Regions from separate parts of the Rattus norvegicus genome. Here region 1 is linked to region 2. A link is a contact called in public Hi-C data. All regions are on one chromosome and are shown on one strand. The core of a region is the stretch at or near the end of the contact, and the rest is flanking DNA. Distances in the headings are between cores, read along the strand shown.

Region 1 (5,506 bases), core at 662-3,161, 99 kb before region 2:
ATTGATTGCACACCCGGGTACACCGGAGATCGGGGAAGCAGAGGCAGGCGTAAGGAACAATACGGAAGAGAGAAATCATAAAAGAAACCTAGGACACTGAGAGCTTAGTGGAGACAGACAACTCAGTCCCCTCTGAGGCGGTGTCATCTTACCCCTGAGGCTCCTTCACTGTTCAGTGGGACTGTGGCTACTTTAGAAAATGTGGAGAGTCAATTAGATGTCAAAGGTCATAGGTTGGCAGCTAGATGTCAAAGGTCACAGTCAGGTGGGCTGCTAGATGTCAAAGGTCACAGTCAGGTTGGCGGCAAGTGTGATTTGAACCTATTAGCATTCGGGGATTTTATGAATGTTTGGAGGAGTTTTGTCAGTTATGGCCTCACCCTGAGAATTCAGCCAAGGATCCGCCATTCCTCTTTCCCCCTGCCAAGCTCCCCCGGCCCCACTCCCTTCCTTCCAGTCTTCCTAGACAGCTAGTCTGAACTGGCCATGATAAGTACTCTCCCAGGTGCAAAGACAATGGTGTAACTCATCGAGAGGCTTAGCTTCCTCAAAGATTTCCCGGTCTTAGGTTCCTCTTTCTTGGGCTCCTTTGTCCTAGGAAATCTAGAAAGAAGTCATTAGCAGTACAGTCATCTGACTTCTGCTTCCCTAAAGGTAAATGTATTGAGAAGAATCAGGTGGGAGGGTGGGGAAAGAGAGCAGAGCTTCGGGGGTGTGTTAAGAGATGAGAGAGGACGTCTGTGTACACTGGAACAACAAAGTCAGTGAATCCTGGAGCAGCTGAACCTCCTTCTCTGACAGAACCCCAGAGGGTTCCCTGACAGCAAGGCAGAGGTGTTAGGTAGGTAGAGTTCTAGACATGGAGTGCCTAGGCTTGGCAAGACCTCCAAGACTCAGGGACCAAGATGGCTGACTGCCCCATGATAACTAGAAGAAAGGAAGAGAGAAGAGGATGGTAGGAGAGAACTTGTTTTGGGCAAGAGAAATAACACATCATTTCAGGGCTTCTCAAGCTACAGCCATAGGTGGCTCCATCTTCCTCCACACTGTGGACACTGAAGGGGAAGTGGTAATAATTAAATTACCCCATAGTATAAATAGGAACCCTATGGAACAAGTCACATACCTACTTACCCAAATATGACCTTTTTGGGGAGCTCAGAAAGAGCAGCTCTAAGAGAGGTGGTAGTGGCCTTTTAGTCCCAGCACTTGGCACAGGAGGCAGAGGCAGGAGGATCTCTGTGAATCTGAGGCCTGCTTGATCTATAGAATGAGTTCCAGGACAGCCAGGGCTACACAGAGAAACCCTGTTAGGGGAAAAAAACAAACAAACCAAAAAAAAAAAAAACCAGACAAACAAACAACGAATGAATAAATGAATGAATGAATGAATGAATAAATAAATAAATAAATAAATAAATAAATAAATAATTGGAAATAGTAGCTCTTTGGCCTCAAGGGTCCCAGGATCTTCCACTCTAGGAGGATTTCAGATTCCAATCTGCTGAGTTTTCTTCTTGTAAAAAGGGAAATGCAAACTCATTTACGCACTTTAGCGAAAACACTCTCAGCAGCTTCCATTCATACACAAGCCCAGATGGAAGCAATTCAGACGCGCAGAGATCTCTGCAGACCCGAGGAAACTGTAGTGTCTGGCGATGCGGAGGAATGCTGCGGAGCGCTCTGAGAGACGACTCATTCACGCGTCGACGTGAATGAATTTCAAAACGTCACTCTGTGCTCGGGAAGCCAGCCAGGGGATGATCGATGATAGGTGATTTCAATTACGAAGAATTCTTAGATTCGTAAAACTGTAGTAACGGGATTTAGAAAAACCCTAGAGGCTGGGGCTAGCGTGGGGGACTGACCAGAACTGGAGAACTCTGGGGAAGAATGACACAAACTGCATTTCTAGTGACTGTTTGTCAAAGAAACTGGGCAGAGCACCAGAGAATTCTGTGGATGAATGGCACAGACTGCCATTTCTAGTGACTATTTGTCAAAAATTGTCAAATGCTAGTCACAGTTTTGATGATGTTTGTCATGTGTTAATTACCCTTCAGCTTCTCTGACGTTCATAAAGGCAGTCAGGAAAGTAGGAACGCCAGTGTGGGACTGAAATCCTTGCCAGATGAACATCTCCCGTGGGAAGTCTTGGTACTTTTCCTGAGTTGGTGAACCCACGAACTGACCCTCCTCGAAGTCATTTCTCTCTTTCCAGATTTATAACTGGAATACATGCATTCGAGCGCTGCTGTCACAAGCATCATTCTCTGGCATCGAGTAATAGCTGTACTAGTGGAGGCATTCAGCGGATGCACAAATACATCCTCGCCAGCTACCTACCTCCGCTCAAATACCATACCGAAGCACACAGCATCCCTGACGGATGGGTAGTGACAGTTAATACCAGGCTCAGAGATCTAGAGGACATGAAAATGTTACTGCCCATATTTCATGGCTTGGCTCCTGAAGAAAGCAAACGAGACTGGTGGAAGGGCTAAATTTCACGAATGCAGCCAGGGGATAATCCTGCCCCTTCTAAGCACAGTGCTTGATAGCTCAAGTGAACCCAACCTCGATTCAACCTCACCACTGATTTGGTGCGAGCACTCATTCCTAGTTTCATCCAAGAAGAATTCTCTCGGAAATGGGTTGACTCTGAATTGTCTCCACGGGACACAGGTGCCGGGGGACCACAGGTGTGGGCGCTCTGCTCGGCTTCTGTAGTCGCCTTTGGAAAGGGCCATGGAGATTTGCCGTGGCGTAATTCAAAACACATGCTCCCACATACCCAGACTCTGTGAGCATTTCGGATTCAGTATATGAAAAAAAAAATAGAAAATTTACAGTTAGTCTGTTGAGCTCAGGCTGGCTCTGAACCTATAGGGATCTCTTTCTGAGTCTCATGGCAGATATCTCATCACAGGTATCTACCAACATGCCTGAGTGACATTTGTAAGCTTTTTAAAAAGCAGGAAAAAAAATGGTTATCTTAATTTTTAAAACCTCTGTTGAGAAACATCCAAAATTTTATCCAAATTTAAATGAAGACATTGAGAAATTTTATCAACTGGCACATTGAAAACAGCTGTTGACAGTTCTCTATTTACTCGTTTATTTCTAAATACCGTTTTAGGCTTTAGAGACCCTTTCTTTGCCTAGTGAATAAATTTGCTTTACGTGTTTGGACACTTTAAAGATGTGATTTTTGAGAAAGAGATAGCTGCTTCTCGTGCTCCCCTCTGAAACAGTTTCATAAACACTCATATCAGACAAAGCCGTGATGAATCGTGACAAAGCAAGGACCCACAGATGAGTCTGAACCCACGAAGCTCGGCTACAGAGACGAGTCCACCTCCCTCCAGATTAGGCTGTGCGGAGGCTCGTCTTTGACTCCGAGGTCATTCTTTCATCTTTCTTTATTCAGGTAAGAGTGGAGAGAGCCATTAACACAAGCACACTGTCCTGACAACATCCAATCCGGAACAATCCTGCTCCCTAAGCTTCCCTCTATTCCCTGCACTCCTGAGAAGCACTCCAGCACCAATGCCCTTCCTGCCACCCCCACCCTGACCCGCGGTGTTCTTAATTGCTCTTCCTGCAATGACAATTCACACAGGGTGAATTCAGTCTCAGGTGTGATCCTTCCGGAGAGCCTTGACCACTTGTCTGCTATTGATTTCAACTTGACTCAGCTAAAGTAATTGGAGAACAAAACATTTTTTCCCCTCAAATAAACATCTAGGAAAAAAAATCCTAGTTTAAAAATAACCAATTTCTTCCAGGTTACCTTTATTAAATTAAACAATATCTCTCCTTAACTTCCAATGTACTTTAGTCAGTAAACAGGGTAACAAGAATTTTGATAAGTACTTGGTAAGTGGCCTCTTCCCTAAGTATAGAACTAAATACATATTCAAATATGTAAATTAGCTATCATGTTAAGTGATATAATAGAATTGTTCATGAAGCGTATGAAAACCCAGTTTCTGTTTGTCTATAATACTCTAATATCTTCTTTTAAATATTTTTGTGTGGGCTGTGAAGGGGTGTGTGCAAGTCCTGGGCCTGTGGAGGTCCGAGGACAACTCTCTCCTTTCACCATATAGACCCAGGGCTCTAACTTGGGTCATCAGGCTTGGTGGCAGGCACCCATATCTGCTGAGCTGTGCTATACACTCTTGGGCATGTGCTTGCAGGAGTGTGAACTCATGTGTGGTGTACGCACATAAGTGTGAAAGCCAGAGGTTGATGTCAGATGTCTTCATCAGTTGCTCTGCACCTTAAATACTGGGATGGGGGGGGTCTCTTCCTGAACCCAGATGGGACGGATTTTTGCTTGTCTCTCTGGCTAGAGGATCACGTGTCTCTGTCCCCTGGGAGTATAGACATGTCACCACGCAAAACCTACATTTACCTTGGCGCTGAAGATATGCACTTGCACTCCAGCGTGCACATAGGTGGGTCATTTTTCTGTCCTGTGGAAGGACACCTGATACTCGCAAGCTTCCTACTCGTTAACGAGTAGACTTGAGCCAAGCATCTTGGAGTTGGAATGGGATGTTTATGATGGTCAGCTCTGGGGAAAGTGTCGGTCCAACGTCTCAGGAACCAGATTCTGCCGTTCTTGGTAAGTGAGGGCAGTGTGGGAGACTGAGTCACACGACACAGGATTTCCTCAGTCGCTTTACACTTTATATCGTACTTTACAAAGGCAGGCTTTCTCATCTAGCTTAGGCTGGTGTCAAATTCTCATCCTCACAAGTGCAGGGCTTGCAGGCGTGCGTGTACCACCATGCCCCGGTTAATTTCCTGAATTCTTGTGAAGAGTCATGGGAGGGATGGTTTCCCCACAAAGTAAGAACAATCTTTGCTTTGCTCATGCTTCATTTCTCAATGGAATTTCCTGTTCTTAGTACTCCCCATGACTGCATTTCCACCAAACATGCAGGAAACGAAGCTGGTTTTCCTTGAGTTTGACATAGACTGGATTTCATGCAGTTACGCAAATGGGTGAAAGGACCCAAGCTTGACTCAGCTCGAATATCTTTCCTCACTCACTACCCTCTCCAGATGGTGACTTCTGGATGATCTGAGGAAGAGATAGCTGAACTCTGTGCTCACCTAGAGATGTCTCTGCCTCTCCCACTGAGTGAAGAACTCCACGATGAGGTCTTCACTTACTGTACCTTGAAAAAGAAATTCTTTTCCTTAAATGACTTAAAGTACAATAGAATGGACACAAAGGCCAAGAGAGTTTGACTTCTTAAAACCCAATGGGAATTAAGCAGCAAAGCAGATTTGGGGGTACCGGAACTGAAAACCAAAGGAAGACCCAACATCAGACAAGTTTGATGAAGACTTTGGCTCTGTCTGCCTTCCTTCTGGTCTAGTCTTTATCCTAGATGTGACATCAAAGTCACAAGATGGCTTCCCTTGCAGCAGTCTGGCTTACCTGTTCCCTCACACATATCCAGGCTAGAAAGTATCCTTTTCCATAATC
Region 2 (5,673 bases), core at 158-2,657:
GGCCACAGACACCTTTACCCACGGAGCCCTCTTACTCGCTCAAAAATAGCCAACTTTCTAACTCTGAGGGGGAAATTATTCAACTCTACACACATAGATGGATAAACAAATAAAAATAAACAAATAATAAATAAATATCCACACATTTGTATAATTCAATACTTCACTGAATTATTCATTGAGTATTCAATAGAAAAAAAAGAAATATGTTCCAAATATTCAGGATGACACCGATGAATCTCAAGAAATTAAGTTAAACAAAAGGAGCCCTACACGAAAGACCCCATGGAAGCTAGGAATGGCAGTGGCTTCTTCTTCAGAAGAGAGAGCTCGTGAAAGTAGCACTTATGTTACTGGAGAATGAACATGTTCTGCCTTGAGTAATTGCTGACGTTTTAAAACCTATCACACGGTCCCCTGAAGACATGTGCATTTCCTTATATAAAATTTAACCTTAATTTAAATGCACTATACAATTATTTTAAGAGTATTCATAGTTGTCCCACCCATTCCTCCCAGTAGCTTTATAGGGGCCAGGGCGAATATTAATAGTTTCATTTATTGAGGTGATAAATTGCTCAAGATTATGCAGAAAATCAAAGACACGACTAGAATGTGGCAAGAGGCTATTGAGCACATGGTCTTTGCTAGTTTTTCCAGTGGTAAGGAAAGCAGACTTGTGACTATAGAGGAAATACACAGACCATGCCCATAAACACATACTAGGCACAAATATATACATGATATACATAATATAAAACACAAGTAAGCCTTCATGGCTGAAAGCAGACTCTTTTCTACATAGAACCTCAATTTGAATAGTTATTTTATTTTTAAATTACCATAGAAACCTGACTATACACTTTAACATAAAACTCTCGTTTACCTATCTATTTATTTATATATCATTACTAGGAGCTATTTTGTATAGCCAGACTGTGACAGATGCCAGCCTTTCTGGCTTATTCTAGTACACCAACGACTACCATATTTCTCTTTTCTATGATAGAACACCTCGTCATAGCATTTGTAGGTCTACTCTCAAATTTTAATTAAGCCACAAATAAAAACTTTCTCCCCAAAGTACATGCTGTTCCAAAGCAGATGACTTAAAAGTCTAATTTACTAACAGCGAACTTTTTGGAAGCCAAATGACTCAAAGTCAAATGCTGAAGCCAGTTAGTCAATTTATTCTTTAGAGAGAAGCATTCCCTGAAGTCCCAGTGGCTAACAAGGTATTCATAATTTGACATTAGCTAGAATTTCTAGGATTTTGTGAGTTTGGACTGGGCATTGCAACACATTTTATGTCAGTGAGAGCAATTTCCTAATTCCAGGTTCCTGTAAAAATAATACTTGAATGTGCATGAAAGTAGTTATTCACCATGAATTCATAGCCAGATTAAGAAAAGATTAGTGGTCATGACTCACTCATAAAACATGTTTAAGGCATACACTCACTGTCTTGGACACTATCAAGTCCAAGCTGATAATTTCTTTTTCAGTAGTAAGGAAAGCAGACCTGTGTAGAAAAAATGCATGGGTTGTGTGTATACACAAATATACATAACATGAATAATATAAAAAGAGATCTACCTCAGTCCCTCCTGGGAGACCAGCATTTAATACAGTGTATTACATGGGAGACATGTATTGGTTTACACTGTGAGGCTCTGCAGAGGTGCACGCTCTGCCAAAAGGAAAAGAAAAGGAAAACCTTGGTGTGAAGGTAGTGGTGGTCAGGCACTGCACTTGCTCCTCTTAGTCAAGAGGCTGAGGAGTCATGGCAGTGGTGATCAGAAACCATGCAGCCAGCAGCCATTACTAAGCACAGTGTTAGCAGTCTAACTTCCTCATGAAGGACTTTTACAGCATTAAGAAAGTTCTTTCTCAAAACTCATTAAGACTTTTAAAAAAATTATTCCATATGTATGTATATGTACCCAGTATATATAAGTCCCTGGAGGCCAGAAGACATTGGGTCTCCTAGAACTGGAGTGACGGGAAGTCCTGAGCTGCTTGATAAGGGTTCTAGGAACTGAACTTGGGTCCTCTGTGATAGCACGGAATGTTCATTGCCCCTCATCTCTTTTACTTATATATTTATTTTTTGCTTGCCACAAACAGGATTTCTGAAGAAAGCTATAAATTCTTCCTCTTGAGAGGCCAACGCTTTCAGAAGTATTTAAAATTTTAATCCCTGCCTTTGCCCCTCCCCCATATTTATCACCTGGTATTGTTCACTGAAAGGTTTTAGGCTTAGATGTCTCTACAAAAAGGAGCAGTGTGCTAGTGAGCCCATCTACCCAGAAACGGGCAAGGATCTGACCAACTATGGTTACTGCAAACCTCCATCTATGTGGGCTCGGTCTAGGTTCATTGATTTACTCCTTTCTCAAGTAGAATCAATCAGAAGGGGATGGCAAGGAAATAATGGATAATGGACAAAGGAATCAAGGAGAGCAGGAGGAAGAGGAGGAAGAGGAAGAGGAGGAAAAACAGGAGGAAGATGAGGAGGAGGAGGAGGGGGATGAGCATGATGATGATGATGAGGAAAATATTCTTGACATTACCTTAATGGGAAGAAAATTTGAAGCAAACCTATTCCCCCAAAGCTACTGACTCTTCATTGGGTGGTTAAACCCAATATGGAGGGAGGAAAACAGATTTCTTGACATTACAAAGTTAACCCAAGAGTCATTGGCTTTTTCCTTCTGCCTATGAGGGAGGGAGTGACCTTTCCACAGCTGCTTGCTTGCTTCCTTCCTTCCTTCCTTCCTTCCTTCCTTCCTTCCTTCCTTCCTTCCTTCTTTCCTTCTCTCCTTCTTTCCTTCCTTCCTTCCTTCCTTCCTTCCTTATATCGATATATGGGCATCCTTAATTACTATACTAGCATAGAATTTCTTAAACACCACTTAAAGATTAGTAAGTAGAAGGGAAAATGGAAATTTAGCAAAATACTCAAAAGGGACTATAACACATCTTCAGTCACATAATTCAATCAGTCACACTGATTGCTGGGAGAGAGCATTTTAGAGTAACCCTACTGACAATCAGCCCAGTGTCACTCAATCAGATTTTCACCATTGTTTTCCTCCAGCAACAGTCGCAGAAAGCAGGTAACATGGTCAATATAATTTTTGTTTCTTTAGTATCAAGGGTTTTTTTCTGGGTTCTCAGTAGCCTGGGCTGAATAGTGCAGACTATAAAGAATGAACATTATCATCTGAATGTTCTTTAGGAATAAGAGAGAAATGATTGCCAATATGACAGTAAGCCAAACAGAAGTAACGGAGTTGTAAAAGTAGAGGGATTAAGAACACACGACTATCCTGTCCTTTTCTCTTTACTTTTAAAGTCTACGGTGAGTTCAGAACACTGCAAGGGAAAAGGCAACCCTCATTCCACACCACCGGCTTCTCATAGACCCCTCAGCAATGAACTTGAAATACAGCAGGTTATTGGAGGAATAGAAAGCATCCCTCAGCTCTGGAAAAAGAAAAAAAGAAAAAAGAAAAAAAAGAAAGAAAGCATCATTCTTCATTGGAGAACACGCAGTGGACTTAAGGAAGGCAGAAGCTGCATTGATGGGAGATTAGAAACTGTTTCATGAAGCAGTTACAGTCAGAATAGTAGGTGTTCGATGACCACAGATGACAGGGGGATGCTCAGATGGCTTTGTCAGGAAAGCGTATTTGGCTGACCTTAAAAGGGGGAGTGTTTGAGGATACTTGGAAGTCTTTGGGACCTTTGATATTATTGAGCCCTTTAGCAACATACATACATAGACTGAGGAATCCAACAGTTTTAAATGCACCATTTGGCAGTGCAATGCCATGATTAACCAGATTATAGCCCCTGGGGGATGTGTGCCAACAACTATTTAAAAAAAATGTAGTTTGGAATCTGGAAACCATTAAAGCATTCTGGTAACAGATTGGCTAAGCGGCTCAACTTCCAACTCTGCATTTAATTCTTTTTTTTTTTTTTACTGGCCTTAATTTCTGTAACTAATTAAGACTGAACACAGTTTCTCTCATTTGTCTGAAAGAATCAGTGTGGGGTATGAATGCGGTTTGATGCTGGAAGCCATTCCAAGGTTTTTCACCCATATTGAATAACCGTGGCTCGTCCTCTGTGGTTGAGATTAATTGCTCAATGTCTTTCATAGACGCTTTTTAAAAATTTTGAAATCAAACTTATCTTTTGATATATCCTAATCTCTAAGTGGCCAATTTAATAAATCTACGGGCTGCTCGTTGCAGAGTGCCACTCCCCAGAAGGATGAAGGATTACGTTCGTTGAGTCAGGTATGATGCTGATGGTATCAGGAAGCAAGTGGATGCAGAACTTCCCATTAGCTCCTGACAATAACGATCACCAAACCTCCCAACTTCCTTCAACTAGACTTAAGTTTCCTTCCAGAATGTAAGTTCCAAAGTCTAACACCACTTCCTGCTCAGCAATGGAGGTGTTCTTATTCCAAAAGAGGTGAGTGGAGTTGACGGTGGTTCCCATGGTTACAGGGAAACAAGAAAAACAATTTCCTTCCAAGACTATACTCACAAAGCTACCATGTTTACAGACTTCCTCTGCCAGCCTCCTGTATGGCCAAAGGTCTTGAGAACCATCCAGAGGAGATCTGTTAAATCTGTATAATAAAGCCGGTGCACTGTGCACCTCTTAATCTTATAACCGTGACCGCCTAGGTGTGAAGGCCTTTAGTTACAGGAAGTCTCTCATCTTTCATCATCAGGTGGTCGCTCTAGGCTCTCCAGCACCCCTAACTTCCACTCATGAGCTGAAATTTCCCTGGAGGCTCTGGGGAAAGCATCCTTCCTTCCGTACTCTAAGAAGTTGCTAGGAGGGAGTGAGAATGGATGCTACCCTGCTGGCAAATTGAATCAAACTCATGCACCAAGCTCACAGATAAGTCCCGCAGAAGAGTCCCTCAGCTGCTGCACCGGACCTCCTCCAGCTTCTGCAAACTTTCAGATTCCCATCGGGCAAAGGAGCCACCTTAGAAAGTAGAGCAAGGAACCCCTGGTACTGCTTCATTCTCCGAGCACCTTACTGAGACGAAGAACAGGACCACTCCTAACTAAATAGCAAAGGGAGCCGCAGGTGCCAAGTATTTATCTTCCTCCCGAAGCAATCTGCTGGGTCGACTGTGAAGTTATTTATTAAGCCATACAATTACAAGCCCTGGGCTTCCAGTAAGCAGCTTTTATTTTGAAGGCCATTCCTGCCGCTGGTTTAAGTGGAAATAAAAGCACTCTCACAGTGTATTGGCTTTTAAAGCTGTCAGAGTCCCAAGAGCCATCAAATAACCCACATCCAAGGAGAGGGCAAGATTGTTTTTTGTTGTTGTTGCTTGGTTGTAGTCAGGGATCACATTTCCTGAATAAAAACAGTCTTCACTTTTTCAACACGCGTTTCAAATGCATTTTATTTATGAGGATGTGTGTATGTCTGCTTATCCGTACGTGTGCCAAGTAGATGCAGATGCCCCCAAGGAAGCCAAAAGATGATGTGGGATCCTCTGGAACTGGAGCCAGAGAGAGGAGCTTGTGAGCAGCAATGTGGTACGGGCTAGGGGTGGGGGCGCAAACCCTAGTCCTCTGCAACAGCGACCATTTCTCTTAACTGCGGAGCCATCTCCCAGGTGCCAAC

What was found. Hi-C and Micro-C count contacts between places; a contact is called where the count stands out from the background.
Region 1: a Hi-C map of the Rat2 cell line shows a contact between it and region 2, with 6 times the contacts expected there. The contact joins two enhancer-like sites. A contact is called at or near these places in 2 of 12 Hi-C or Micro-C datasets (the A7r5 cell line and the Rat2 cell line).

The regions. Positions count from the first base shown.
Region 1 is chr14:17,696,271-17,701,776 of GRCr8, reverse strand. No RefSeq gene overlaps it. Among named protein-coding and RNA genes, the nearest start is that of Rassf6, 19 kb to the left of the region's middle. Within about 2 kb of position 1,911, at least 4 of the 93 cell types and tissues checked have an H3K27ac peak or open chromatin away from gene starts, as enhancers often do.
Region 2 is chr14:17,596,840-17,602,512 of GRCr8, reverse strand. No RefSeq gene overlaps it. Among named protein-coding and RNA genes, the nearest start is that of Cxcl6, 3.3 kb to the right of the region's middle. Within about 2 kb of position 1,407, at least 2 of the 93 cell types and tissues checked have an H3K27ac peak or open chromatin away from gene starts, as enhancers often do.